2 separate regions of the Pan troglodytes genome follow, and region 2 is linked to region 1. A link is a contact called in public HiChIP or PLAC-seq data. All regions are on one chromosome and are shown on one strand. The core of a region is the stretch at or near the end of the contact, and the rest is flanking DNA. Distances in the headings are between cores, read along the strand shown.

Region 1 (2,700 bases), core at 195-2,694:
TGCCATGAGGAGGGTGGCCACGCACTCACAGCGGTTCCGCATGGCAGCCTTCATTAACGCCGTGAGCCCCCGCTGGTCCCGGCGTTCCAGGTCCAGGCCCACATAGTAGTTGAGCAGGAGACTCACCAGAGGCACGTGGCCTGCAGGGCATCAAGGGTAAGCTTGGTCCCCAGGAAAGGGGGTGATGAAGCTCCCAAACCACCCTCCACCCAGCATGACAGAGTCTGGTGTAGAACACCGTGCAACAAGGGTGGGGCTGAGGCCCTGTCTGCATCAAAAGGGGGCTGTCGGAAGTGGGGTGCAGCAGCCTCACACCTGCTTGGGCAGCCAACATGAGGGCCGTGTCCCCTCCTTTGTCCTGCTGGTTCACATCAAGGAAAGGACAGTGGCTGAGCAGGGCCACAACACTCTGGAAGCCGTGGTAGCATGCAACCATGAGGCCTGTCTGAGGGAGGGGCAGCTCAGATCCCCTGCTTTCCCCCTGGGCCACCCCAGGGCCCCTTGCACCCTCTAAACCCATATCTGTCCCAGAGCCTGCCCCAAACCCTGTGAAGACCCACCCTTAACCATTCCCTTCCTCCTTAGGACTGCAGGAAGTATTGCCCCTGAACCCCTCTCAGGGAGCCAGGCCAGGACGGTGTGGTGGGGATGTAAAGATACCCTCAGCTGTTCTGGGAAGCCAGGACATCTCACCCTCCCATTACTGTCCACCTGGGTGGCCTCCTCTGGGGAGACCCCACCATCCAGTATGGCTTGGAGCTGGGTGGGATCATTGTGGACACAGGCCCAATACAGGGCCCCCAGCCTGCAGCCTGGGGTGGGGGTCTCCTTGCCCGGGCAGGGCAGTGCCTCAGACATGTCCAGCCATCTCCTGTGCAATGCCAGCTCTTCCTCTTCCAGGCAGGGAACCAGAAGGTGAGTCCCTCTTCTCATGCAGCTGGCATCTAAAACACAGAATGGAGAGGAGTAGTGAGTGTCTCCCTGGATCCTAGGGAGGGGACCCAGCAGCTGCGAAGTGCACAGCCCTTGCCCCAGGGAAAACATTTATCCCAGCAGGGATCTCGCCCCATCCACCCTGAGAAAGGACAAGCGCTGGGTCAGGAGCCCTAAGCAAGCAGGGTTCACTCTAGGTCAGCACCCCAGTGAGACTCACGGAGAGAGGGTCGTCGTCTTTTCTTACTTGGGGTTCGTAGGGTATCTATGAGGCAGTCAACGCGGGGCACAGCCCAGGCTCCGCGGAGCACAATCACTGGGTCTCCGAATGCCTCCAGGTGGACTATCCCTCCCCAGGAAGCAACGCAGGTAACAGATGGCTGGACTTTCATAAAGAGCTGCTGCAAACACCTCGGGGCTGAGCCGGATCAAGCAGCTGGGATTGGGGCCCCATGCGGGGCGGGTGGTCACGTCTCGGGAGCGGACTCAGACCAGCCCCAAGATCCTCCGGGTGGGCGGGGCCTGAGCCGGGCAGCTCCTCCCCGCCGGGGCGGGCTCACAAAGACGACTCCTCCTGACGGACGCGCCCACTCTCAGCCTTGGGGACGCCGGCGGAGATGCAGCCTCGTGGGGTCTCGGCCCAGCTTTTCAGGCCCAGCCTAAAGCCCCTCCTCATTAGGTGGAGCGCGACTTGCTGAAGGGGTGGTTGTGGGAGAGGGTGTGAGTGAATGCAGGTATCTCATTAAATAGGGTTGGTACTCTCAGAATGACCCTGGGGTGGGGTCTCCAGGGGTCACCTGAACTTATTTTTTGAGGTTCTGGGGAAATAAAAACATAATTGTCAAATTATGAGTATAGAGCTGGGCCCGGTGGCTCACGCCTGTTATCCCAGCACTTTGAGATTCCAAGACGGGTGGATTATCTGAGGTCAGGAGTTCAAGAACAGCCTGGCTAACATGGCAAAACCCTGTCTCTACTAAAAATACAAAAATTAGCTGGGCTTGGTGGTGGGCGCCTGTAATCCCAGCTACTCAGGAGGCTGAGGCAGGAGAATCACTTGAACCCGGGAGGCAGAAGTTGCAGTAAGCCGGGATCGCACCATTGCTCTCCAGCCTAGGCAACAAGAGCGAAACTCCTTCTCAAAAAACCAAACAAACAAACAAACAAAATTGTGAGTACAGACATTATGTGTCTAGTGCAGGTGGGCAGTCGGGGCACAAAGTGCGGCAGGCAGTAGTGAGGGAGGGATTGGCCAGAAATTATGATGTATGAAATTTAATAGATTAGTTTCAGTGTGATAAATTAAATATGAAATATTTAAATTAAATGATTTGTTAATATAATGATAAATTGTTATCAAAATATTCTTTAATATTTATATTACATATTAAGCTTGATGGATTGGTCTTGGTCCACAGATGTAGAAAATGGAGCCAATGATATTCCCCCATTGGTATCACTCCCATCATCAGACTGTACAAGACCTCTCTCTTGTTTTGTTTTACTTTCTTTAGTTTCTCTCTTTCACCCTTAATCCCCACATCCCATTCCCCTCTACCCTTTACCAACTGGCACTTGTATATCCTTGAAAATGTACATTTCATTGAAAAAGATAGTATTGATTTGTGTGTTTTTATTTTATTTTTTTCTTTTTAGAAACAGGGTCTTACTCTGTCACCTGGGCTGGAGTGGAGTGGCATGATCATAGCTTACTGCAGCCTCAAACTCCTGGGATTAAGTGATTCTCCCACCTCAGCCTCCTGAGAA
Region 2 (2,740 bases), core at 63-2,562, 450 kb after region 1:
CATCCCTGAGGTCAACATGGCACTTGTTTCCAAGACGTGTCATCCTCCCTGAGATGGCCCATTACCCTCTTCAGAGCCCTGTACTTCAGACTTGCCTCCTCTTCCAGCCCTCTTTCCAAGGCAGAAACCACACCATCTGATTGCACAGGAAACGGGGAGTGAGAATTCAGTGGGCTGCCACTCATTCACTAAGTGTCACACAATAAACATTACTCCACAAAGCCCTTTCACAAACAGCACTTCGTCTGATCCTCAAAACAACCCTGTGAAGCAAACAAAAAAGACATAACTATTCCCATTTTAATAGCTGGGGAAACTGAGGTTCAAAGAGGCAAGTGACTTACTCAAGGTCACAAAGTTTGTGTGAGGCAGAGGTAGGATTTCAAACTACAGACTCTAACACTTAGTCCAATGCTTTTCCTTACATTAGCCGCCCCAACAGTTCTAATACCAGTTACTTAACCTTGGTTTTTTAATTCCCTTAAATAAGCACCTGTTCCTGACCCCTCCACACATCCTCAGCCCAGTTTGCAGTCCCTACCCAGAAGTTTTCAGGTGTCTGTTCAATGGGGCAGAGGGAGTCACAAACCGGGTCACCCTATCAGGGATTGGTCCCAGCCTCCAGAGTCTTTTCTGGCTTTTCCTCTGAACCACTGAGGAACCAGGAACCCCCAGAAATAAAAACACAAAGAGAAGACGTGCCCCACCAGAGCAAGGTCCCTGCTACCCTTTCTGCCCACGTTCTGGCAGGACAACGCGAGGCCAGACGCCGGCCCCTTCCAACAGAAAGACGCGAGGAGGACAAGAGGTCGCCGCCCGCCGGCTGTCAGGGCTCCTGGGCGGGCGGCGCAAGGGATGCGGCAGAGATGGGCCAGATCCCAGGTTTGGCCCAAGGTCACTCTCTCGCAGCCCTGGCCTGGTCCCCAACCGCCCGGAGCGCCCCCTGGTGTCCCGGGCTGGCCTCCCCTCGCCCTCAGGGAGCGGCCTGGGAAGCCTGGGCTCGGGGGCAGAAGGAAGGAGGGTGGGCAGAGGATGAGGAGGCTGCGCCCCGGGGAGGAGCGGGAGGCGCGGGAGGCGGGGCCCTACCTGATAGCTGAGGACGCCGTCCGGCTCGTTACTCCCGGCGGCCGGCATGGCGGAGCCGAACTAGGTCTCCCCCACGGGCTCCAAGCCAAGCATCAGCAGCCCGCGCCCTCTGGTCGGATCTGAGCAGATCACTCGAACGGCGACCCCTACCCCGGAGCCAACGGTCAACCATCAACCGCCGCCGCCTCCATAGCCACCGGCCCGCGAGGCATCCGCCGCAACCAATCAGCGAGAGGCCTGCGCAGCCAATCAGGGCGCGGAGCACGGGAGGACGCTGTCCGGCGGTACCCTGGGCTACCGCGGGGAGGGGGAGGAGCCGGGGAGCCAACCGCTCCCGGGCCCGGTTGCCTTGGAAACCGCCTCCCTCCCTTCAGGGGCCTCTGGGCGTGAAGGTCCTTCCAACTGCTTGCTAGAAAATCTCTGCTTCTATTTGCAGCTGCACCTGACCCTTGAAAACTGGGAAAGTGTCGGTTTTGCCTATTCTGATTTCATTCCTTGGGAGATGATGTTTAAATTCCGGGGAAACATCCTTCGCGATTGCAGGAGGAGGTAATTGCGGATGAGGGGAGAGGGCCTTCTAAAATTAATTGTTTTTCCTTGAGCTAATGGCCAGATTAAAGAGCATTAAATTGAAGAAGGCAGGCAGTGTCAGGCCCCCTCACAGTCTCACTATGACTTAGGTCTTCTTCTTGAGTCTCAAGTCAGAAGCAAAACACACGGACAGGGTTGAGCTAAGGATGACTGTTGAAGCAATTCCACAAAAAGGCTTCGAACTTTTCCAGGAAATGATCTAAGGCAAATTATTATTTAGCAACAGAACTACTGACCTAACACAAGGTTAGAATATCATGAATAATGCATTAAATTTGATTTGGATTTATAAGAAAAGAGAGGCTGGCTAAAATCGAAGCAACCCTCTCTCCTCAAGAAAAAGAAAGGTATCTTTTGGGTTTTTTTTGGTTTTTTTTTTTTTTTTTGGAGACGAAGTTTCACTCTTGTTGCCCAGGCTGGAGTGCAATGGCGTGTTCTTGGATCACTGCAACCTCCGCCTATCCAGTTCAAGCGATTCTCCTGCCTCAGCCTCCTGAGTAGCTGGGATTACAGGTCCCCACCACCACGCCCAGCTGATTTTTTTGTATTTGTAGTAGAGACGGGGTTTCACCATGCTGGCCAGGCTGGTCTGGAACTCCTGACCTCAGGTGATCTGCCCGCCTCAGCCTCCCAAGGTGCTGGGATTACAGGCGTGAGCCATGGCACCCGGCCATGGGGCCTTTTGTTTTATATGCACTATCATACCAGACTTCAGGTAGGTCCAAATTGGGGTCAGGGGAAGAATTGTTGCAAATAATTCTCAGCCCCTAAAGAAGCTACAGTTGGGGAAGGTAGTCTGATACATGTTAAAAGTTTCCACCCCTGCTTACCATCCTTTGTGTTGGTCCTGAAATTGGAAACAAGGTTGGGCTTCAGTATCCCTGAAGCAGAATTGTATTTCTGATGTCCTGTATAAGCCTCCTGTCTAGTCTCTGCGTTTTAGTGTTCATTGCCACACACTCCATCAATCTCTTTACTAATCCTGTCATCTTGAATCTGGAATTCACATCCTACCCTCATCCCCATTTTTGTCCATCAAAATCTTAACCATCCTTCAAAGTTA

Evidence for each region. HiChIP or PLAC-seq counts read pairs in DNA pulled down with a chosen protein or histone mark.
Region 2: a contact with region 1 is called in an H3K4me3 HiChIP or PLAC-seq map of stem cell-derived excitatory neurons, with 7 times the contacts expected there. The contact joins the promoter of SLC4A8 here to the promoter of ANKRD33 in region 1. A contact is called at or near these places in 3 of 7 Hi-C or Micro-C datasets (blood, induced pluripotent stem cells and stem cell-derived neural progenitor cells) and 1 of 1 datasets of contacts at active chromatin or transcription factors (stem cell-derived excitatory neurons).

The regions. Positions count from the first base shown.
Region 1 is chr10:43,985,298-43,987,997 of NHGRI_mPanTro3-v2.0_pri, forward strand. It overlaps ANKRD33 (ankyrin repeat domain 33), which reads right to left and starts at 1,445. Exons shown (of 5, transcript XM_016924809.3): 1 at 1,181-1,445; 2 at 694-944; 3 at 316-445; 4 at 30-140. The coding sequence starts at 1,325.
Region 2 is chr10:44,439,022-44,441,761 of NHGRI_mPanTro3-v2.0_pri, forward strand. SLC4A8 (solute carrier family 4 member 8) reads right to left here and starts at 1,313. Exons shown (of 23, transcript XM_054663326.2): 1 at 1,087-1,313. The coding sequence starts at 1,134. LOC129136535 (a long non-coding RNA gene) reads left to right here and starts at 1,439. Exons shown (of 2, transcript XR_008538304.2): 1 at 1,439-1,635.